Regions from separate parts of the Mus musculus genome. Here regions 1, 2, 3, 5, 6 and 7 are each linked to region 4. The links are chromatin contacts, called in public ChIA-PET, HiChIP or PLAC-seq, Micro-C and promoter capture Hi-C maps. All regions are on one chromosome and are shown on one strand. The core of a region is the stretch at or near the end of the contact, and the rest is flanking DNA. Distances in the headings are between cores, read along the strand shown. Region 1 overlaps Gm36199 (a long non-coding RNA gene). Region 2 holds the start of Fgd2 (FYVE, RhoGEF and PH domain containing 2). Region 3 holds the start of E230001N04Rik (a long non-coding RNA gene). Region 4 holds the start of Stk38 (serine/threonine kinase 38). Region 5 has its middle 33 kb from the start of Fgd2. Region 6 holds the start of Pi16 (peptidase inhibitor 16). Region 7 holds the start of Pim1 (proviral integration site 1).

The links. Promoter capture Hi-C pulls out the DNA fragments that hold promoters and counts their contacts. Hi-C and Micro-C count contacts between places; a contact is called where the count stands out from the background. ChIA-PET counts read pairs in DNA pulled down with a chosen protein or histone mark. HiChIP or PLAC-seq counts read pairs in DNA pulled down with a chosen protein or histone mark.
Region 1: a Micro-C map of embryonic stem cells shows a contact between it and region 4, with 5 times the contacts expected there. The contact joins the enhancer-like site here to the promoter of Stk38 in region 4. A contact is called at or near these places in 2 of 484 Hi-C or Micro-C datasets (embryonic stem cells and spermatogonial stem cells), 3 of 115 datasets of contacts at active chromatin or transcription factors (embryonic stem cells, extraembryonic endoderm stem cells and pancreatic cancer cells) and 1 of 9 other capture datasets (adipose tissue).
Region 2: a promoter capture Hi-C map of pre-B cells shows a contact between it and region 4, with 8 times the contacts expected there. The contact joins the promoter of Fgd2 here to the promoter of Stk38 in region 4. A contact is called at or near these places in 9 of 39 promoter capture datasets (the C10 cell line, the HPC-7 cell line, embryonic stem cells and 6 more), 3 of 15 datasets of contacts at CTCF or cohesin (embryonic stem cells, large pre-B cells and pro-B cells), 2 of 484 Hi-C or Micro-C datasets (B cells and pro-B cells), 6 of 115 datasets of contacts at active chromatin or transcription factors (the 230-238 cell line, the HPC-7 cell line, T-cell acute lymphoblastic leukemia and 3 more) and 2 of 9 other capture datasets (embryonic stem cells and liver).
Region 3: a contact with region 4 is called in an HNF4G HiChIP or PLAC-seq map of pancreatic cancer cells. The contact joins the promoter of E230001N04Rik here to the promoter of Stk38 in region 4. A contact is called at or near these places in 1 of 39 promoter capture datasets (cranial neural crest) and 2 of 115 datasets of contacts at active chromatin or transcription factors (memory CD8 T cells and pancreatic cancer cells).
Region 5: a contact with region 4 is called in an RNA polymerase II ChIA-PET map of memory CD8 T cells, with 46 read pairs. The contact joins the enhancer-like site here to the promoter of Stk38 in region 4. A contact is called at or near these places in 1 of 39 promoter capture datasets (liver), 1 of 484 Hi-C or Micro-C datasets (B cells), 4 of 115 datasets of contacts at active chromatin or transcription factors (bone marrow-derived dendritic cells, bone marrow-derived macrophages, memory CD8 T cells and 1 more) and 1 of 9 other capture datasets (liver).
Region 6: a contact with region 4 is called in a promoter capture Hi-C map of pre-B cells, with 2.3 times the contacts expected there. The contact joins the promoter of Pi16 here to the promoter of Stk38 in region 4. A contact is called at or near these places in 1 of 39 promoter capture datasets (pre-B cells) and 1 of 9 other capture datasets (adipose tissue).
Region 7: a contact with region 4 is called in an RNA polymerase II ChIA-PET map of memory CD8 T cells, with 105 read pairs. The contact joins the promoter of Pim1 here to the promoter of Stk38 in region 4. A contact is called at or near these places in 1 of 39 promoter capture datasets (pre-B cells), 2 of 484 Hi-C or Micro-C datasets (B cells and embryonic stem cells) and 7 of 115 datasets of contacts at active chromatin or transcription factors (the SCID.adh cell line, T-cell acute lymphoblastic leukemia, astrocytes and 4 more).

Annotation. Positions count from the first base shown.
Region 1 is chr17:29,449,591-29,452,793 of GRCm38.p6, forward strand. The region is part of intron 2 of Gm36199 (a long non-coding RNA gene); the gene reads left to right. It also overlaps a transcript of Gm26885 not described here. Among named protein-coding and RNA genes, the nearest start is that of Gm36486, 14 kb to the left of the region's middle. Within about 2 kb of position 1,566, at least 120 of the 459 cell types and tissues checked have an H3K27ac peak or open chromatin away from gene starts, as enhancers often do. A contact at or near this core is called in adipose tissue, embryonic stem cells, extraembryonic endoderm stem cells and 1 more, where this site is marked.
Region 2 is chr17:29,359,451-29,362,552 of GRCm38.p6, forward strand. Fgd2 (FYVE, RhoGEF and PH domain containing 2) reads left to right here and starts at 1,464. Exons shown (of 16, transcript NM_013710.4): 1 at 1,464-1,707. The coding sequence starts at 1,643.
Region 3 is chr17:28,521,301-28,524,304 of GRCm38.p6, forward strand. It overlaps E230001N04Rik (a long non-coding RNA gene), which reads left to right and starts at 1,356. Exons shown (of 2, transcript XR_385504.4): 1 at 1,356-2,066.
Region 4 is chr17:29,006,715-29,009,500 of GRCm38.p6, forward strand. It overlaps Stk38 (serine/threonine kinase 38), which reads right to left and starts at 1,281. Exons shown (of 14, transcript NM_134115.3): 1 at 997-1,281.
Region 5 is chr17:29,392,788-29,395,796 of GRCm38.p6, forward strand. No RefSeq gene overlaps it. Among named protein-coding and RNA genes, the nearest start is that of Fgd2, 33 kb to the left of the region's middle. Within about 2 kb of position 1,489, at least 158 of the 459 cell types and tissues checked have an H3K27ac peak or open chromatin away from gene starts, as enhancers often do. A contact at or near this core is called in B cells, bone marrow-derived dendritic cells, bone marrow-derived macrophages and 3 more, where this site is marked.
Region 6 is chr17:29,317,410-29,320,367 of GRCm38.p6, forward strand. Pi16 (peptidase inhibitor 16) reads left to right here and starts at 1,473. Exons shown (of 7, transcript NM_023734.3): 1 at 1,473-1,982. The coding sequence starts at 1,806. Gm46603 (a long non-coding RNA gene) reads right to left here. Exons shown (of 4, transcript XR_003952339.1): 4 at 2,375-2,958.
Region 7 is chr17:29,488,892-29,492,077 of GRCm38.p6, forward strand. Pim1 (proviral integration site 1) reads left to right here and starts at 1,894. Exons shown (of 6, transcript NM_008842.4): 1 at 1,894-2,334; 2 at 2,434-2,540; 3 at 2,629-2,679; 4 at 2,774-3,140. The coding sequence starts at 2,253. Gm26885 (predicted gene, 26885) reads right to left here and starts at 2,653. Exons shown (of 4, transcript NR_168683.1): 1 at 2,286-2,653.

The DNA of each region.
Region 1 (3,203 bases), core at 316-2,815, 440 kb after region 4:
CTTAATGCAGGTGCTGGGAATCAAGCTCAGGTCTTCTGGAAGAGTAGCGATAGGCCCAGGTGGCAGGTCCCCACAAAAGCACACTATGTGACAGGTCTCACATGGGAGTTTTTTTCTTAAAGGGGAGGGACACAGAGTAGATTGTGGGGGGGGGGAGGACTTTTACTGGGGATGTGGTGCGAGCAGAAGTGGACATGGGGGGAAGGGGGAGCGCGAAAGCTGGGTCCCTGGAAAGCTAGCTGTAAAGATGCCTGATTACTGCGGAGTCACTTTCGTCTGTCTGGATGTGCCTGATTGCTAAAGAGCCATACATGCTCTTAACCACTGAGCCATCCCTCCAGCTCCCACATGTTTTAAATGTATTTGTTTGATTTATTTTTATGTGTATGAATGTTTAGGTTGCATGAATGGGCATCACGTGTGTGCTGGGGCACTGGATCCCCTGGAAGGGGAGTTATAGATGGCTGTGAGCCACTGTGGGTGCTGGGAATCGAACCTTTGTCCTCTGGAAGAATCCGTCTCACAGCTGAGCCATTTCTCTAGCCCCCAAATCACACATTTACTTATGTGTTGTCATAGATGTACCATGCGCACGCACATCTTTGGGGGCTAGGTCCTTCTAGCTGAAGGTCAAAGTACAGAGTGGTCAGTCTGTGGCCATGAACTTCCAAGGGAGGTTTCCCGTGCCTTAGGGATCTCAATTCTGCAGCATGGGGTAACCATCACAATGGGTTCCACTCTTTTCAATTTGCCTACCTCACCCTCCCCAACTGTATGTGTTGGGAAATAAAGGCACTGGCCATCACCCACACCTTAACTTTCAAAGGCTTTTGTTGTTGTGGCTGTTTTTGAGACAGGGTTTCTCTGAGTAGCCCTGGCTGTGCTTGAACACACTCTGTAGACCAGGCTGGCCTCGAACTCAGAAATCCGTCTGCCTCTGCCTCCCAAGTGCTGGGATTAAAGGCGTGCGCCACCACTGTCTGGCCAGTTCAAATCTTTTATTTTCATTTTGTGTGTGTGTGTGTGTGTGTGTGTGTGTGTGTGTGTTTGTCTTTTGTTGTTATAGGGACAAAATACCCCAGTGTAGCTCCGCTGGCCCCCTAATGGCCACCCCCCTGCTTCCATCGACCTTTACTTCCAGGCAGGCGCCTTCTCTCCCTTGACTTTTAGTGGGGAATTTTGGTTTGACAAGGCACAATGGCTGAAGAAACTTGGAGAAAGGACAGAGGAAGTGATAACCCCGCCCGCCCCTCCCACTCCCACTCTGGCAACACACTTTCCCTCCCCTTCCCCCAGTGTGCCCCCAGCACCTCAGGGCACCCTTCTAAGAGTGGAAAAAGCACTGAGGTAGTTGATAAGAGGCAAGCTGGTGGAGGAATAGCCCCCCCTCCACTCCATCCCCAGTATCCAGGCCTCCCAGCCAACTCCCCCTTTCTCACTTTGGCGGCAAAATCTAGCCGGGTTCCGCTGTGGCCTCCCGGCCTCGCCCTTAATCTGACTGTCTAAATGGTGAACTCTGTTTGGCGGCTGCTTCCTTTCAGGCCCTTCACACCCTCCTCCCAGGAGCTGGGTGGTCTCTTTTGCTCTAGTCCCGGCCTTCCACTTAGCATTCCCCCAGGGGTCCAGGACATCCTGTGAGCGAGACATTCGCTCCCCGAAAACAATATCCAGACAGGATCAGGCCTCCCAGCCCCCTTCCAGGGCCAAAGCATCAAATAAAACCGAGGGGTACTGGCACCCCTGGACAGAGCCTTTTGTCCGAGTTGGAAGCGGGGCTGAAAAGATGAAAGGGGCTTCCAGGCTGACCTCGTCACCTCTCGTTATCTCGTGCCTGCTCCCCGAGGATTCTCGGAGGCAGTCGGCCGCTTTTTCCCAGGCTCGCCCGGGGTTAACGACGTCCCAGCAGCTCCTACAGGCTGGAATGCAAGGAATGTACCTGCCCCAGAAGGGGTGGGGTGGGGGATGCGTGGATAATGAGGTCAAAACCAAGCACCGCCTCCTTCTCAAAGGACTCTTGCAAGAGAGGCTATTAGATATAGTTCATTAGTTGGGGGTGGGGGGTACGAGGGCATGCGGGGTGGGCGGCTGCTTTTTTTAGACTGTGGCCTGAAAGAGACACAGAGGCCTTTCGCCAAGTTTGGATTCTCCTCCAGGTCATCGAAGGGCTGCGCTTTTGACTCAAGAGCAAGAAAGCTACCGTTTGTTTCCCTGGGTTCAGGCGAGGAATGAAATCTAACTGGGGGTTCCAACACGTGTCAAACTGGGTGCGGTAGCTCGCTGCAGATTAAGCTCTTGGGAAACTGTATAAGGTTGTAGGGGACCCCGAGTCAAGTGGTCCAGAGTACACTGCGGCTGCAGAGGACCTGAAGTTTGTTTCCTTCCCAGCACCCACCAGTTGGGCTGCTCACAATCTCCAGCTCCAGGGCATCGCAAGACTGACTTCCAAGGGACCTCCTCATGCAAACACGTGATTTAAAATAACAAAAATAGGCCAGGTGTGTTGATGCACGTCTTTAATCCCAGCACTCAGAAGAGGGAGGCAGAGGCAGGCAGGTCTCTTAAGTTCCAGGCCAGCCTGGGCTACACAGAGATAGATGTTGGGAAACAAGGGTGGGGTGGGTGTGGGTAGGAGTGCAGAAAGAAAGAAAGAAACAAACGGGTGGGAAGACCCTCTTTCAAAAAAACAGAACAAATAAATTAATAAAGGAAATTTAATTAAACATAGGTCTGGAGAAATAACTCCGTCATTAAGAACACAGGCTGCTTTTGCAGAGGACTTGGGTTCGGTTCCCAGCACCCATATCAATCAAGTGGTTCACAACTATCCATCACTCCACTTCTGGGGTTTCTGTCCTCTTGCCTCACCTCTGAGGCCACCTGGTATGCCTGTGGTGCACAGACAATATGTTTTTTAGAGTAAGAAAAGGATTTGTGTTTAAAAGATACAAGTAGAAGTCATACTGGGATAAACGGTCTTCAGACTCGGAAGAGGGGCTAAAGTGCATATGTTACATGCCAAAGCAGACCTGCTCTCCAGGTTCTCCCAGCATCCCTCAGTCCCGACTTGGTATACCCCACCCTAAACCCTGGAGACCCCAGATCAGGGGCTGGGCTGCTCTTCCTCCAGAGGCTCTTGCTCTTTCTTTCTTTCTTTCTTTCTTTCTTTCTTTCTTTCTTTCTTTCTTTCTTTCTTTCTTTCTTTC
Region 2 (3,102 bases), core at 214-2,713, 350 kb after region 4:
TCCATTTCTGATAAGGGAGCACACTGTGTAACACAGCTATGGGAGTGAAAGAGAGGAGACTTGTTAGCTCTAACCCATAGGGGCTCTCCAACCCGGGCCACTAGAGAAATATCAACATCATTAAGACAAAAGCATCCAAAGAGGTGTTGGGGACCACAGGACCCCTTCCTGCATATCCTCACAGTCTGTGGGGTTTTTTGTTTTGTTTGCCCTATTTTTCTTTTTTTTTTTTTTTCCGGACAGGGTTTCTCTGTGTAGCCCCAGCTGTCTTAAAAGTTACTCTGGAGCTGGGCGTGGTGGCGCTCGCCTTTAATCCCAGCACTTGGGAGGCAGAGACAGGTGGATTTCTGAGTTCGAGGCCAGCCTGGTCTACAAAGTGAGTTCCAGAGCAGTCAGGGCTACAGAGAAACCCTGTCTTGAAAAAAAAAAAAAAAGTTACTCTGTAGACCAAGTGGGCATCAAACTCAGAGATCTGCCTGCCTCTGCCTCCCGAGTGCTGGGACTAAAGGTGTGTGCCACCACCAGTTCAGCTTTAGATGTTTTTTTTAGGGTAGGAGTACAAGAGATACAGTGTGTGTGGGTTGGAGCCCAGAGGCAACCTGAAAGAGTCTGCATTTTGGGTGGAGAATTGGTTCAGAGGTTAAGAGAACTTAGAAAGGACCTAGGTCCCATTCCCACAACACCCTCTTCTGACCATTGTGGGTACCAGGCACGAATGTGGTATAATAGACTCACACAGGCCAAACACTCATACACATAAAAAATAAAAGTAAATAAAAAGAAAGGAAAAGTCTATTTTTTTTCCACCATGTGGGGCTCCAGGGTTAGACTCAAGCTGCCAGGCTTGGCTACAAGTACTCTTACCCCTGAACCATCTCAAAGCCCACCCCATCCGACCCCATTTTTTTTTTTGAGACAGGTCTCACGTAGCCGAATCTGGTCTTATACTCATTACGTTGTCAAGGAAGAACTTGGACTTCTCCTCTCAAGTGGGTGCCATGGGCATGTGCCATGATACCCAGTTCTACAGTGCTGAGGATAAAGCCCTGGGCTTCCCGCATGCCAAGCAAGCATTCTCTATCAGCTGAGCTACATCCCCAACCCTGTGGTCCATTTTAATTTAAAAGCTGTTTTTCCATCAGCAGTGCACAGCGCCAGATGCAAGGAAGATGCTGAGAATGGTACTAAGTAAAACATCCCTGAGCCGTCCCCTTTCCCCCCATGCAGAGAATTGGATATCCAGGAAGCTGCTCATCCCAGGATCCGGCTCCAGAAACGTCCTGTGACCACTGTTGCCACAGCCCGTGCCTTCTCTAACAGGACTGGGTAGAAGTATCTGAGAGGTAAAGGTCAGATGCCAAGAGGGCCGGGCAGTACTTCACAGGCTCCTCCCACAGCAAGGAGAGTTTGACAGGCTCCTCCCACAGTAGGGAGTGCTGGCCTCTCTTCCAAGCTACTGGGACCACTTCCTCTTTTTTCACTCTGAAGATAGGAACTGCCCCAAGGCAGTCAGAAGCGATGGGCAGATTCCAGGCTGTGGTAGACCTGCTTCACCCGCTGGCCAGGGAGTGCTGAGGGCACCAGCCTATTGCCTCCCTCCCTGCTTCTGGGGTAACTGAGGACCACCTTGCAGGCTAGCAGGATGGAGCGAGCCTGTGAGAAGCAGGACTCAGTGTGCAACCTGGTGGCTGTGTTTGAGAACAACAGGTACAGATGGTGGGGGAGGGGTCGAGCCCTTCTATCTGATCTGGTACTTTGGGGCAGCACCTGGGGTCCCTCCATCCTGGGTGCCTGGCAGTACAGGCAACCACTGCTCTTGTGGTAGTAAGCTGGACAGGGTGAGCATGGGAGATCTCCAATCCATGCACACACACATCCCACTCACACCAGGACACAAATGGGAACAGGAAGGCGGGACACAGATGGAATGTGGCTGACTGGGACAAAGCAGAGCCATGCTCACCAGGCCTCTCTCCTAAGTTCCTTTCTATACCTCAGGGCTTACTCTGATGGCCCTAGGGTGTGACTTGTTTGGTTCCCATCATAGGGAGAACAGAAGAGGGGACACAGGAACTAGCTTCTTTGAATTTTGGGGCTGTGCTGGCACTTGTGTCTGAAGGGAAAAGACAAAGCCAGGAGTGGGAGGGGTCCTGAGTGGCCTTGGAGGGGCGTGAGTGTGAGACATGAAACCGCTTTGCAGGCCTGTGGTTTGGGAGTGCCTTTGGTCCTCTGGAAGCAGATAGAGGTTGGCCTCAGGAGGCTTAGGGGGAAGCTGTGGGGACCTGAGAGACGAGGGGAGGAGGGGCAGGTGGAGGGAGGGGCTGAGCCCTGGATTGTTGTAGAGGGTTCCAGAACCCGGGTACACCACAGTGAGTCCCCATGCCTTCAGCAGCTAGATGCTGGGTAAAGCAGCACTCTTACATGAAGATAAGGAGTCTGCCACCAGAGTCCCCAGCCCTCGGGAGCCACAAGAACAAAGCTTAGTGCCTAGAGTTCTGTGGAGGATGCAGGGGTAGATTTCTACTTGTGATACAAAGTTCCGTCCTTCTGAGACACCAGGCCACAGGCTTTAGATGCCCTGGGAAGGCCTCCACGCTGTGTTGTGGGCCTGCAGGCCATGCACAGGAGGTGCCTGGGGCCTCCACGTGGAAGCCCACATTCACCCCTGCAGAAGTTTCACTTCCTGGGTGAGCAGCCTGACTCTGCCTCTCCAGGAGCTTGGCTGAGTGCATCCTATTCAGCACCTGGGACAGCTCATTCCCACCGCCCTCTTGGCCCACCACACTCATGCTGGAGGGGGCGTAGGCTCATGTAGATGCCAGCCCTTGGGCTACTGAGTGGTGTCTGGCTGCACCTTGCAGGTAGAGTAGCCATACAGAGGAGTGGGTCACTAGAAGCGTGGTCAGGAGTGTGAGAGTCAGGCTCTGAGCAAGGGGACCATGCAGGCGTCTCTCTGTGGAGCCCTTGGTGCCTAGCTGATCTGAAACTGAGGGCTAGAGAGGAAACAGGCACAGGCCTGAGTGCTTAGAAATGCAGAAGCTGAAACCAAATGTACAGGAGAAAAACCTGAGACTCAGCACCCTCTCACCCAACCCCCTCTCC
Region 3 (3,004 bases), core at 106-2,605, 490 kb before region 4:
TGGACATGAATAAATTGGTACAATGCTTGCCAAACATGGAGAAACATGAAGGAGACCCCAGCTCCCTCCATCCATGAGGTGGGGTGGGGATGTGAGGTACACACCTGTTATCCCAGCATTCCGGAGATAGAGGCAGGAAGATCAGATGTTTAAGGCTATTCTTGGCTAAATAGAAAATTTGAGATCAGCCTGGGCTAGAGATCTTGTCAAAAAAAAAAAAAAAAAAAAAAAAAAGCCTTTGTATGGCTGAGCCACTAGTTAGGTGTTCTTTGCAGGAACAGTCTCTGTCTCTGTCTCTGTCTCTGTCTCTCTCTCTCTCTCACACACACACACACACACACACACAGGTACTGTGATCCTACAGTCACCTCCCACCTCCTGACCTACCTGGGAATGCACCTTCCACGGGAGAGGCTCTGACAATCTCAACTCTATTTTGATCCTTTTAAACAGCCTCCAACCTGTTCTAGGTTTTATTGCTTAATTATGTTCTGTGGTATCCTCACCCCACCCCCACCCCCCACCCCCGTTTCCCTGTAGGCTGTAAACTCCTTCATGACTGGGTTAGGGGCAGGATTGTTCTTTGATACCATTTAATTATAGTCTAAAAATGAAGCCAGGCTTCATACCCACAGGCTTGGGTCCCAACCTGGTTCCAACACTTAGCTATCTGGCTTAGGGTCCTGGTTCCAACACTTAGCTATCGGGCTTAGGGTCCTCTGAGAGCTCAGACTCAGTTCCTAGGCTGTAAAAGGCACCAGAAATACAACAGGGCAAAGATCACAAGACCTAAAATGCTGGGAAGGAGTTGGTACGTGGTGAGCATGGAACACTTTGTCCTCCTTCCCTGAATAGCTGAGACCTTCCATGAATTAGAGAACCAAGTCTTCACTGATTAGTGCTCGCTCTGGGGTACTTGACAAGAGAAAGGAGACACTGAATAATTACATAGCGCAGTGGATAAAGGTGCCGCCAAGCCTGACATGAGTTGGGGTCTCACAAGGTAGAAGACGAGAACCAACTCCCACAAATTGCCTGCCCTCATATCTCCAGATGCACGTTATAGCACATGAGCCCCAGCCCCCTACAGTAAATTTAATAAAAAGGCATTACATCTATCCCAGGATCATATCCTGGGTGCATGGCCACTCCACCCGGCTTAGTGACAACCTGTGAACCGCAGACTTGGTGAGAGAAAAACAGTCCCTAAGAATGGCGCCAAGCATAAATATCTGTTGAATCAAAAATCAAGCGAGTCAATAAAAAAGCAAAGACAGAAACGTCCCACCCCGCCGAGCCCCCAGCCCAGCCGCACCCTGTCCTGGAGCCCTATTAAGCCATAGTCCCCAAAGTCCGCTTGTCTACAGCCCCGCCTCCGATTGCCTTGGAAACAGTGACGTTAATCGAGGGGGTGTGGCCTCTCTCCATCCTCTCAAACGTTGTGAGCCGCGCCTTAGCACAACCTGGAGGGGAAGATGAGGTTAAGGTTGCTGGGTACTCCCCCGTTCCTTAGGCCGGAGATAGCTAAGCACACCGGTCTGCGCCCACGAGAGAGCCCACCTTGCGCTTGCCCTTGGCAATTTAGCGTAAGATCGCGAGAGTGCGGGCCTGGGTCCCCGGGAACCGCCCCTGGCGATTTAGGGGGCTTCTGGAGACTGCAGGCTTGGGTCCTCGGAAGACCACCATACTCTCCACCCTCGACGTTGTCCTGGTGGGCGCAGTCCTGCGCCTACCCGGGCACCCCAGACTCGCTGCGCGCCCTAGGCGCGGGCGGGAAGGGGTTAAGCAAGGTGCTGGCTCGGGGCGCGGCTCACGGCGCGTGTGGAGGAGGGGAGCGGGGAAGAAAGTGAGAGCGGGGGCGGGGGACCCGAGCGAAAGAACATCCTGTGCCGCCGCCGGATGCGAGAGGCGGGGGCGCGGGGGAAGCTGGGCGATGCGCTCCGCCCCGCGCTCCTCCTCCCGGGCGCTGCCCGCTCCCGCGCTTCGTACTGCTTCTTCTGGTCCCCACGCCTTCGCGGGTCATGAGCTTGCCAGAGGGGCCCCTCAGCTCGAGTTCCCCGGCAGGGGTAAGCGCGGGGAGTATGGGATCCGCTGTGAGGAACGGGCGCCCCCCTCACCCCCCAAGCTTTTTCCGCTGCACACTGATGGCGAGCTGTCCCCTGCGCAGCGCTAGGATCGGCACCTTCTCTGAGCCAGTCCTGCTGCCAGTACTTTCAGGACTAACACAGAAAAGCTGGTTGTGGAATTCGAAGCCCTCACACTCCTGGGATTAGAACCGGAATCGGTCGGGCCGCAGGGGGCTTTTCACTGGGAATAGCGAAGACTCAAATCCCTTAGCTGATAAGGCTCGGGAGAGAGGCCTCTCGGAAGTCATGATAGGCGCTTGCCGACACAGTTCGATCCCCAGGTCGCACAAGGTGAAAGGCGAGAGCCACCGATTTACATAAATTGCCCTCTGACCTCCATACATGTGCCTTGGACACCCATGCTTGGGGAAGCCAGGTATGGTGGCTTTGAACCCAGCACTCAAGAGGCAGACGCAAGAAGATCTCTAGTTGAGGCCGAGCTCTTGGACTACTACATAGACTGGGGAAAAAAAAAGTTAAAAAAAAATATGGGGGTGGAGGGAGCTAGCTATCTAGGCAATGCTCTTTACTTGATCCAATCAGAAAAGAGCCTCACCAGCAGATACAATGGCGCTATTAATGTCAGCTTTTCAAAATACAGGCTTAGCACCAAACTGCTATGTAATGATGACCTTGAACTTCTGACCACCCATACCTCTACCTCCGGAGAGTGCGGGCAGGGCATGGGGGGCGAGGTTACAGAAGTGCAGCACAGCCGGGTGTATAGCAGACCCTCAACACCACCTGGAGCCCTAAGGACGCTGAAACACCCGTGGCCCACGCTTGGTTGAGGAGAATGAGGAAGTGGCTTTGGAGTTCCACGGGTGGATGATGGGCCTTAGGGGCAGCAGCTCAGCGAAGTGGGCTCAGGGTATGTA
Region 4 (2,786 bases), core at 31-2,530:
GGGCTGGTCTGTGGAGGCATATTCCTTTAGGAGGCAGAGACAGGAGGATCTCCGTGAGTTCTAGGCCACCTTAGTCTACAAAGCAAATTCCAGGCCAGGCATAGGTACACATTCAGACCCCATCTCAGACAAAATGCTCCATTTGTGAAGTCCACTCCCGGGAGTGGAGAACATGCCTGATGTTGAAGTGGGTGTGTGTGTACACTGGTGTGCTGTCCAGAGTCTGAGGACAGAGCCATCGGGTTAGGAGGAAGCTGCTATCTGATGTTTGGGTGGGGTGGGGCAGGGAGCTATTCTTGCAGCGATGTGGTTTGTTTTTTTTTGTTTTGTTTTGTTTTGTTTTTTTTGTTTAGGGAAACCGTATGTACTGGCTACTTCACAGCCAAGGTGAGCTGAAGGAAGAGGAAGCAGTGAAGCTACTTCACGCCGCTGACCTTCCTATTCATCTTGAAAAAGAGCAAGATTCCCCTATGTCTCTGGGTCCTTTGCAGGGCGCCGCTGGCAGCAGCCGTTATGCGCTTTCTGACACACTTTTCCTCCGACTCTTCTGCCACTTTTCCCTGTCCTCCAGCTCGGTCCCTTTTCTCGAATTTTAACAGTCTGCAGTCCACGGGCGGGGATCTTAAGGTGAGGGGAAGCCCGGTACCCCCTGATCGCGGACTAGGGGGACAGCCTCCAAGGTCCCACACCTACCCCGGGGTGGGGGGAGCTCTCGAAGTGCAGACACCCTCTGGTTCTCTCATCCTAAGGTGCAGAGTGGTACTGACCGAGGTCAGAGGGGACGAGCCGGTGGCAGCAGACACACAAAGCTGGCGACTAGGAAAGGAGGGAGCGGCTGCCTGTCCCGGTTGAGGACAGAGGCGTAGAAAGAGAGGGACGGACAAGGGGGCTCTGGGGACCACAGAGAGAACGCTGACAGGAGCCCTGGAGTGCACAGGAGCTGTGGGACGGCCGGACGAGGCGGCAAGCCTGAGGCGACGGCCGGGAGACACTCACCAGACCCAGGGGGGAGGGAGGCGCGGGGCCGACGGCTACAGAGACGGCGCAGACGCGACGTGCGGGCGGCTCCAGAGCGACCGCGACACGCCGGGGACTCCGAATGAGCGCAGCTGCCGATCCGCGACAGGACAGGACAAAAGGAAGAACCCCAACTGCCGGAAAAGACGGCGGCGCGGAGGGGCCAAGGCTCCCCCGGTACCCCCTCAGACTGTGGAGAGGGGCCGCCGCGGCTGAGACTGCGCATGCGCCCCCCGCCAGCGGCGCTCGCCGGGCAGCGGGACTGCGCGTGCGCGGCGGCGCCCCGCCCACATTTCACCCCTCACCCGACTGCGCCTAGCCGAGGAGGCCCTACGAGTGCAGAGCGGGGCGGGCTCCCTGGTGGCTTTGTGATGGGCTGGACTAGCTGGCCTTTGTTATGTTACTTTTTCTTTTGAAATAATTATAGACTCGCCAGAAGTTACAAAACGAAAACCTGGAAGTTCCGTAAAAGCCAACACCCACCCAGCTTCCCTCAAGGTCTTACATAAGGCACCGGGCTCTGCACCCGGAAATTAACATTGGCTCTCTATCAACTAAACCAATGCAATCAACTACCGTGACGGGGATTTAGCATTTGGCGTGCACTCGCTGGATGATGTCTTTAGTTCTCTGAAATTTAATCTGAGTTTTACCCCATCCTCCTTGACTTCAGATCATTGTGGCCATAAGTCTGTTGGAACCCGTGGCCCTTCCTATTTTTCGTTATTGTAAAGGATTAACGTGCCTTTGTTTGGGATCAGGTGATCTCTCACACCTAACACCTCTCCATTGTGCACAACTTAAAGCCTCTCATTGATTTCCAGAGAACTGAGCCCAGTGCCCTCGATTAGAAAGTTTTAAAGTCCTGAAAAAACGATGAATGGCTCCCTAGAAAGGAGTCCTCTGGGAGCAAGCGAGAAGAGAGCTCCCTCCTGTTAGTCACTTCCCAAGCCGCCCCTAGTAAGTGTTCTGATTTTCCCTTTTCTTTTATGTTTTTTTGTTTTGTTTTTTGTTTTTCGAGGCAGGGTTTCTCTGTGTAGCCCTGGCCGTCCTGGAACTCACTTTGTAGACCAGGCTGGCCTCGAACTCAGAAATCCACCTGCCTCTGCCTCCCAAGTGCTGGGATTACAGCAGGTGTGTGCCACCGCCACCACCACCACCACCACCACCACCACCCCCGCTTTGATTTTGGTTTGGTTTTTTTTTTTTGGTTTTTTTTTTTTTTTTTGGTTTTTCGAGACAGGGTTTCTCTGTATAGCCCTGGCTGTCCTGGAGCTCACTTTGTAGACCAGGCTGGCCTCGAACTCAGAAATCCGCCTGCCTCTGCCTCCCGAGTGCTGGGATTAAAGGCGTGCGCCACCACCGCCCGGCTGATTTTGTTTTTAATTGCATTGTAATTATTGAATTCATTATCTTGCTAATACTTTTTTTACTTTTTTTTTTTTTTTTTTTTGCCTCTTAAAATTTTTTTGAGACAGTCTTATGTAGCTCAGGGTCTCAGGGTAACACAAACAACGTGTTGCTGAGGGTAAACCTTGAACTCTCGAAATCCTCCTGCCTTAGCCTCTCAAGTCCTGATGTGGGTTACATCATGTCTCTCATTTGAAAATAAATTCCCAAGCAGGGGTAGTGGTGCCTGCTGCTACTTCCCCCTTTCCTCTTCCCCACAGGGCAACGCTCATCAGCTGACTCTGAGTACTTTTTCCAACACAGATCCAGAATGGGGCTTGATGTGCAATGGCCTGGTGCTTCTCAGGCACTGGTGTGCG
Region 5 (3,009 bases), core at 239-2,738, 390 kb after region 4:
CCCCCAACTCCATCTCCTGAATGGGACTGGACGTGTCCCTGAAGCCCTGCCGGATTCCCCAGTCCCGTCTCAGGTCACTGTACAGGCTCTGCTTTGGTCTGTGTGACTCTCCCAGAGACCCTTTCCTGTTCTTTGGTCTAGTATGCCTCTCAGTCGAGGGTTTCCTGCAGCTGAGGGTCACCCTCACCCCCACACCCCTATCATACTCTTGGTCCTAGGAGTGGTTGGTCCCCATAACCCCTGGGTAGCTGCCAGGGATGTTAAAGGGCCTGAGCGAGTGTCCAAATGCTTTGGTAGACCCTATATTTAAATACAACCACAACGTGTATAATTTACACAGCCACGCTATGATTGTGCAGTTAACATTAGATGGATACTTAATAACTCCATTCTTACTATTGGAACATGGTGCGAGAACGGGATCCTGAGAGGTGAGTTCTGAGTGCTAGTGAGAACACTTGATTTCTTCAAACACAGGGAGTTGTCCTTGAAAAGGTACTTTTGTGCCCCTCACAGATGTAGCAGATAGGAGCGCGTTTACTTCAGATTATTTATTACAGCTGGCTATTATGTGTTTATATGCCTCCATGGAAAAGCACTTTTGCCACGTGTGGACAAGCAGCACTTTACCCTACGCTTGCGACTGCACCGCCCACCATGTGATTGGACACTTTACTCACGTGACTCAGAGTTTAGCTTGTCTGCTGCTCTAAAACTGGCTGTTGGATGAGCCTTTAGTCCCCTTGGTTTTTTAGGCTCCACTATCCCAGGTTCACACCGCCAATCAGAGTGCTAACCGCCTATCAGATACTATTCTATTGTGGAACCAAGACTAACCCCTCCCCTGCTGTGGCTGCAGACCTGTCAGTGGCCTGGGGCATTGTGACCAGAGATTCAGTTGTGTACCCTTTAAGACTCTTCCAAGGAAATCCCAGTATATGCTGGAGGGAAACCCCATCAAAGTACGCAGGAGTCTGTGTCAACACCCAACACTGTGGGTACAGGGTAGGTGGGGGTGTGGCTTCCGGCTGGCTTGCCACTAGGCCAGAAAAAACCCCACAGATCTGGGGTATGACTGTCCACCTCAGAGTCCCATTGTAGAGCTGAGCTTGTAGATGCCTTTTGAGCTCCTAAGCCAGGCCTGACATTGGAAAGTTGTAGAACTTAAGCTCTTGGCCGTACTCAAAGGTCCATGAGCATGAGTCTCCTCCACGCAGAGCCTTGTGGGAGACCGAGGATGGGGCTAAAGGGGGTGGGGTTCCTGGTGCCCCAGGTGCGAGAGCAAAGGATCGCCTACTTTTAAAAACAAAAACAGGACATTAGTGAACTATAAACACTCCAAAGAAAAAAGAATAATAATGGTATATTATGACATTTCCCCAAAGCTGTTTATCTGAAATTCCGATTTAACCCCACCACCGCCACAGCTGTGCATGCTCTACCACAACAGCCTGAGTCATTCAGCCGGTGACCTTCAGGCAAATGTTTTTTTTTTGAAGGGAAACAGCATCACGGTTGGGGGAATCCCCAGCTGTCATCAAAACATGTGTTGGCATAGTAGAAACCCCCAAATAATGTCGTGAGCTGGAAATAGAAAAGGTGACAAGCCTAAGTGCCTTAGGGCGGGTAGGCTTTAGGACTTGGAAGGTGTCCACAGCTGGAATGCTGGCTCCTTCTGCACATCTGGCTGCAAGTGTGGGAGAATAGAGAGAGAGAGAGAGCAGACTTTCTAAGCAGAACCTGTTGAGGGAAGAGTCTCCTCCCAAGACAGGCTCCCAGCTTTAGAAATGACGACTCTGTCTCTTTCTTCACGGACACTTTGTGGGGATTATAAGAGGAAGTGAGTCTGAAGCGCTTGGGACATGGTTGCCACCTGCAGTCAATGGTGGCCATTCTAAGTTGCTGTTTGTTGCCCAGGTGAGCTCTCTTAAGATCCTGTGACTCACTGGGCAGTGGCAGGGCACATCTTTAATCCCAGTACTTGGGAGGCAGAGGCAGGCAAATTTCTGAGTTCAAAGCCAGCCTGGTCTAGTTCCAGGACAGCCAGGGCTAAACAGAGAAACCCTGTCTCAAAAGAAAAAAAAAAATCCTGTGACTCTAGGTAAGGAAGGAACGTACCTCAGCTGGTGACAGTGACTCCTACATGCAGGAAGCCCTGGGTTGGACCCTCAGCACTGAGAGTGGTGGTACTTGCCTGTGGTCCCGCATTTAAAAAGGTGAAGGCCAGAGGAGGTTTAGGGCTTCAGAGGTTCCCCTTGAGGCTAATGTAGGCTTCCTGAGACCTCTCTCTCTCTCTCACTCTCTCTCTCTCTCTCTCACACACACACACACACACACAGAGAGAGAGAGAGAGAGAGAGAGAGAGAGAGAGAGAGAGATGGTAGGAACGGTGTATATTCTTTAGTCATAAGTGGTTCTAGGTCAGGACCAGAAGCTACAGGGATTTCTCTGTCTCTGCTCTGATTAGATTTTGCTTTTTGTCAGCAAAGTCTGGAGAAAGAGACTGCAGCTTAACTTTGAGGGTCCAGGATATGAGCTCCTATAGTAGCCCCTGAGTGTGTTGGTGGGACCGGGAGCAGACCTGGAGGATCTGGAATGGCCCCAGAGAACACAGCTCACTTCCTCTTGTGCCAGGCCCACCCAGAGGCCCCAGCAAGTGCACTTCAGTTAGAGCCTAGCTGGGAAAACCCCTGGAGTACAATTTCTCTTCCTTCAACACTCGGGTTTCTTAGAATGAAACTGAAAGCCCACAGGAGAAACTGCCACTTCTCCTTCCCCAGAAGGAGGAACTTGGACTCCCCTGACAGGAAAGTTCGAGTGGGGCTTCTGGGAATCCACCACCACTTCCGTGCTGAGGAAAACCGCAGGCAGGGGTGGGGGTAGGCTAGGGGACCGCTGCGGACCGGTCACCATCTTCACCTCTGTAGGTGGCTTCAGTATATGCCTCTGCTGCTCAGCACTCCTATCCAGCTGGGATCCTATCAGCTTCTAATTTCCTACTGGTGCGGG
Region 6 (2,958 bases), core at 223-2,722, 310 kb after region 4:
AAAAAAAAAAAAAAAAAAAAAAAAAAAAAAAGCATTAGTCTTGCTGGCTGCCAAGGAGCTTAGGTTTGGCATCACAGACCGTCCACCACAGTGGGCAACAGAAAGGAAGGCATCAGAGAGCCTCAAAGATAGATGTGTGCAAAGACTGACCAAGCAGCATTTGTATTAGAGGTGAGGGACAAACATCCATCAGAAGGAAAACAAACAAATATCTAATTAAAAAAAAAAAAAAGGTTAGCCTGGGCCAGGCCAAGCGCCTTTAATCCTAGCACTTGGGAGGCAGAGGCAGTCAGATTTCTGAGTTCAAGGCCAGCCTGGTCTACAGAGTGAGTTCCAGGACAGCCAGGGCTATACAGAGAAACCCTGTCTCAGGGGGAAAAAAAAAGATGTATGTATGTATGTATGTATGTATGTATTTATTTATTTATGTATATAAGTACACTGTAGCTGTACTGATGGTTGTGACCCATCATGTGGTTGCTGGGAATTTGAATTCAGGACCTCTGTGCTCTGGTCGGCCCTGCTCACTCCAGTTGACCTGCTTGCTCCACCCTAAAAGTTTATTATTTTATCTAAGTACACAATAGCTGTCTTCAGACAGTACCAGAAGAGGGCGTCAGATCCCATTACAGATGGTTGTGAGCCACCATGTAGTTGCTGGGAATTGAACTCAGGACTTCTGGAAGAGCAGTCAGTGCTCTTAACTGCTGAGCCATCTCACCAGCCCCCGATTTTTTTTTTTTTTAATAATTACACGCTACATAAATTTTGTTCACTCTTAAGCTGTTCCCCCTCCAGTGCTCATAGATGTGTGCTGCCAGGGACTTCAATTCCATGTGGCATGTCCTCTAGAGAACATCTTTTTAAAAACAGAGGAGGAGGAGGGAAGGAGGGGGAGAGAGGAGGGCTGGAGAGATGGCTCAGCTGTTAAGAGCACTGGCTGCTCTTCTGGAGGACCTGAGTTCTATTCCCAGTACCCACATACATGATAGGAACACCATCTATACATGCATCTACCATCTGTAGATCACAACCATCTACAAATGAGTTGATGCCCTCTTCTGCCATGCAGGTGTACATGCAGATAGAGCACTCACATACATTAAGTAAATAAATATAATTGCGGAGACATAGCAATTAGAGAGCAGCTAACCTGGGCTACATAATGAAGAACTTGTCTGAGACAAACGAGAGACCTCCACACCCCCTGACTTCTTTCCTGTTCCTGTGGATATTCATCCTCTTGTTTAGAAGGCTCTCCTGGGGCTGGAGAGACAGCTCAGCAATCAAGGGCGCCTGCTGCTCTTGCAGAGGACCTGGGGTGGGCACTTAATGTTGCTGTCATGACCCTTGCATCATCTCTCCCTCCCTTGCTCTTTCCGTGGTACTGGCAGCTTCCTCATCTTACCCAATCCTGTAGGGGCAGGTCTGTAAGGTTCCTTCTTTGTTCTGTCCTCTGCACTTAGTAGTGACTGAATGCCACAGCACAGCGCTGCAGCTGCTTCTGGAATTGTGTCCCCTGAGGATCTGTCCCCCTCAGGAGGGATGGTGGAGCTCATATAGCCTTTGGCCTGAGCCCTTTACTGAGAGAAAAGGAGGCTGTTGCCAAGGACTCCAGGGGAGTGGATTCTGCTCTGGTCCAGACCCAAGGCACCCAGCCCTCCTGGAGACATTGTGTGAGCCGGGCTGGGCCTCCAGACACAGCCCCTGCTGCCCCACCCCAGCCAGGGTGGTGCTTGTGTGGGAAGGACTTTAAGTCCAGCTGCCAGACCCCTGATCAGGAGAGGCAGAGAGGGCTGGCCACCATGCACGGTTCCTGCAGCCCGTGGGTGATGTTGCCGCCGCCACTGCTCCTCCTGCTGCTGCTGATTGCCACTGGCCCCACCACAGCCCTCACAGAGGACGAGAAGCAAACTATGGTGGATCTTCACAACCAGTACCGTGCCCAGGTGTCCCCGCCAGCCTCAGATATGCTGCAGATGGTGAGTGTGGCTGGGGGCCACCTCCTGGGCCTGAAGGGTGCGAGGCAAGGCCTGCCACAGTCCTTCTCCTCGCCTCCCCGTGGGGATGCTCTGTCAAGACTCCTTCCTCTCTGGTCAGTGACAGAGTCCCTGGTGCTGTATAATGCACTGGTCCCCATTATCAGCCCCATCTTCTAGATGAGAAAACTGAGGCTCAGAGGGAACTTTGCTCAAGCTTAAGCCCTGGCTCCCCACACAGCAGTGGCCTCCTCCTCAACTCTTCTCAAGATGGGGTGTCCTGGAGGGAAGAGGAAGAGGCAGATGAGCCCAGAAAACACTGGAGGGGGAGGGAGCAAGCCTGAAGGACTTTGGGGCCCACAGTTTAGGTGCCCTTTCCAAAACCCGGTCTCGTTTGGGGCGCATCCTGTAACCATGTGGACTCTCTCAGTGTCTCGTCGGTAAAATGGGGTCACAAGCACACCCACACGCATGGGCTGACTCGCACACATGTAATACTACATGCGGTGAAATATAAAAAGCACATATATAACACACATACAAATTATCTACACAACAGTGAGAGGAATGCACAGACAGTGGAGGCCGAGGCTGGGTGCCGGTGGCCAATCTGGCGAAAAGAACATTTATTATCAGATGGCAGGGTGGAGGCAGGATGTCTGCTCTGGTTTCAGCTGATAAGAGTTAGAATCACTCCCATTCTGTCCTCTCTGAAGTCTGACTGGTCCACCCCACTCCCAGACACCCTCCAGTGGCCAGGAACCCCTGAGCTAAGGGCTAGGTCACACCTGGGAAATACAGCAGGGAACCAGGGATCCTGACATTTAGCTCTTAGCCTCAGCTTGTCCCCTGGGGCTTGGTGACTCTGTGGGGAGCCTTTTCCTGGTGGACAGTTAGGTACTGACATCCTTGCCCTTCAGGTCAGATTGGATGACTGTGGGAAATGATCACGGCACCACTCCTGTTGCCCTTGGCAACC
Region 7 (3,186 bases), core at 644-3,143, 480 kb after region 4:
GAACTGGAGGTAGTTGTACTGGTGTTTAACACATATTTATTTATAGACAGAGTTTCTCTTTGTAGACAAGGCTGGCCTGGTTAGAATGTTGTGGTTTTAACGTTGGGCACCACTCTAGGCATACCTGTTTTCTGATTGCCTGCTCAATACCAGTGCCATAGATGTTTTTAGGCTGATTAAAGGGAGAGCTCTGAACCCTCAGGAGCAGAATTTGGGCCATTCTCTCTGCTGTCGTATGACCCTGTGTCATCCCAGTGACGAGTCATTTTCCTATCTGCAAAAAAGGAAGTAATTCTCCTTCCCCTGGGTTTTTCTCCTTTCGTCATCAGAAATGAATGAGTTAGTCCACAGAACACAAACAAAGGGAAATATGTAATGTTTTGTAAGAGGCATCCATAAAAGTTATGGAGTCTCTGGGCATCTTTATAAGCAGCATGGAAAACTTGTAAAGGAAGCATTTAAACGCGTGCGCTAATGACTACATCCACAACAGGCTCGTTCCTCCTTTAAAGATCTCTCAGACCTAAGAACAACAACAAAAATAACGAACAAGGGGTGTAGCTGGCTGTCCATGACTCTGGCCACCAGTATCTCAGTTTATATGGATTACACAGAATGAGAGTTTACCCATTTCCACACGTCGTTATCAACTCTCCATGAAGTTCAAAAGGACAAAAGATGAAAGCGGACTCGGCTAGCTTTCCGTGGTATTTCCACGTGCATGTGGGGACTTTCCTTTGAGACAAGGCTGGGGTGGGGGCCAATAATATCTGGTATCGCCTGACTGCTAATACCAAGCTGATGAGAAGGTAACTACCGCAACAACCTCTGATTAAACCCAGCGGCACCCTCCCACCCTCGCCCGCGATCAGGAATTTTCCTGCTCCTCCCGCCCTCTCAGAAGGGGCTGAGGCAGCATTTGGCAAGAGAAAGCTAACGTTTGTGTCGTGATTTCCTCTCTCAGGCGCTCGGACATGGACCGAGGGGATCAGGTACCCCGGGTCCCTTCTAATTCTCTCTGCATTTCTAAATTGAGAATCTTTGTCACCGGCTCCTCGCATCCCAGGTCTCCCCCACTTTTCCTCGCAGGCCTGTGACTGGCCTCGGTGTGCAAAATGCCGGTGACTCACGTCTTGCACAGCCTTCGCCCCCAAAAACACAATCATCACCCCCAGGATCTAGCCCACATAACATCGTCAACCCGCCCCAGCAGCCTTGGAGGTCTCCGGGCTGAGTCACACCAGAGGACCACCCTGGTCGGCATCCACACACACGCGGTCCCTACTCATGGCTTCCGCGCCCGCCACACCAACGCCCTTCCATTTCTCACAACTTGCTACGCTCCAGCTCCAATCCTCGACCCCCCTCCACAACCCAAATCTCCGGGAAACACAGAGCCGGCAGAGCTGGCCTCGGGCGGCCTTTGATGGCTTTGTTATTGTTTGGGTTTGAATCGATACGCCCCTCCCCATCCTTCCTCCCCCGCCCGCGCGCGCCACCCAGCTCCCGCCTCCCTGCACGCCCAGCGCCCCTCCCCCTCCGTTTTGGCGCCTTTTCCTTCCCGCCACGTCGTGGCGGCGTTAGCGACCATTCTGACCGCGAGGCGAGAGGCGGGGCCCGCAACGCCTTATGCAAATAGGGCGTCTTCTGGTTGGCTGAAGCCGCGCCCGAGGGCGGGGCCGGGGAGAGGGGTGTAGCCGCGAGGGGGCGGAGCGGAGGGGAGCGGCCCTGGTCCCGCCGCCTCCCCGCCCCCTCTCCGCCCTCCGCCGCCGAGCCAGCCCGGCTCCCCACCTCGGCCTCCCGGAGAGGCCCCGCCCCGTCCCCGCCCGCCGCGCGCGCCCTCCCCAGCGGCGCGCTCCGCCCCTTTACTCCTGGCGGCGGGGCGAGCCGGGCGTCTGCAGCAGCGGCCGTGGCGGCGGAGGAGGCTGGAGGGGAGTCGGCAGTGCCGGCGGCGGGATCGGCAGTAGCAGCAGCAGCAGCAGTCACAGTCAGCAGCAGCCCTGGGTCCCGCAGCGCCTCTCGCCCTGCCGCCTCCCGCACTGCCTGACCCAGCCGGCGAACCCGCCCGCGGCCAGCCCCGCCAGCGCCCTCAGTCGTCCTCCGACTCGCCCTCGGCCTTGCGCGCCAGCCGCAGCCAGAGCCGCAACGCCACCCGCAGTCTGAGTCCCGGCCGTCGGCTCAGCCCCAGCTCGCTCCGCCGCCGCTGCTGCTCGTCCCGGCACCGGCGCCGCACCGACACCCTGGAGGTGGGGATGCTCCTGTCCAAGATCAACTCCCTGGCCCACCTGCGCGCCGCGCCCTGCAACGACCTGCACGCCACCAAGCTGGCGCCGGGTGAGTGTCCCCACCCCACCCTGGGCGCGCGGGTCGTTGGGACGCCGGGAGACCCCCGCGTGGGTCGAGCGCGCTGAGTGTCCCGTGCCTCTTTCCTAGGCAAAGAGAAGGAGCCCCTGGAGTCGCAGTACCAGGTGGGCCCGCTGTTGGGCAGCGGTGGCTTCGGCTCGGTCTACTCTGGCATCCGCGTCGCCGACAACTTGCCGGTGAGTGGGCAACGCCGCCTCGGGGAGGGCGCGCGGAGGGATGCTTTGAGCAGGAGGGTCTGATGGAGACTCGGGGGTCTTCTTCCAGGTGGCCATTAAGCACGTGGAGAAGGACCGGATTTCCGATTGGGGAGAACTGGTGAGTGAGCCGGAGCCAGAGACCCTCTCATGGGTGGGTGGGTGGCGACGGGCGTGCCGGAACCGGCGCGCTAACCCTCGCCCTCACTCTGCAGCCCAATGGCACCCGAGTGCCCATGGAAGTGGTCCTGTTGAAGAAGGTGAGCTCGGACTTCTCGGGCGTCATTAGACTTCTGGACTGGTTCGAGAGGCCCGATAGTTTCGTGCTGATCCTGGAGAGGCCCGAACCGGTGCAAGACCTCTTCGACTTTATCACCGAACGAGGAGCCCTACAGGAGGACCTGGCCCGAGGATTCTTCTGGCAGGTGCTGGAGGCCGTGCGGCATTGCCACAACTGCGGGGTTCTCCACCGCGACATCAAGGACGAGAACATCTTAATCGACCTGAGCCGCGGCGAAATCAAACTCATCGACTTCGGGTCGGGGGCGCTGCTCAAGGACACAGTCTACACGGACTTTGATGGTGAGCCAGGCCCCGGGGAGGGAGCTGCCCAAGGTGCCGGCCTGGA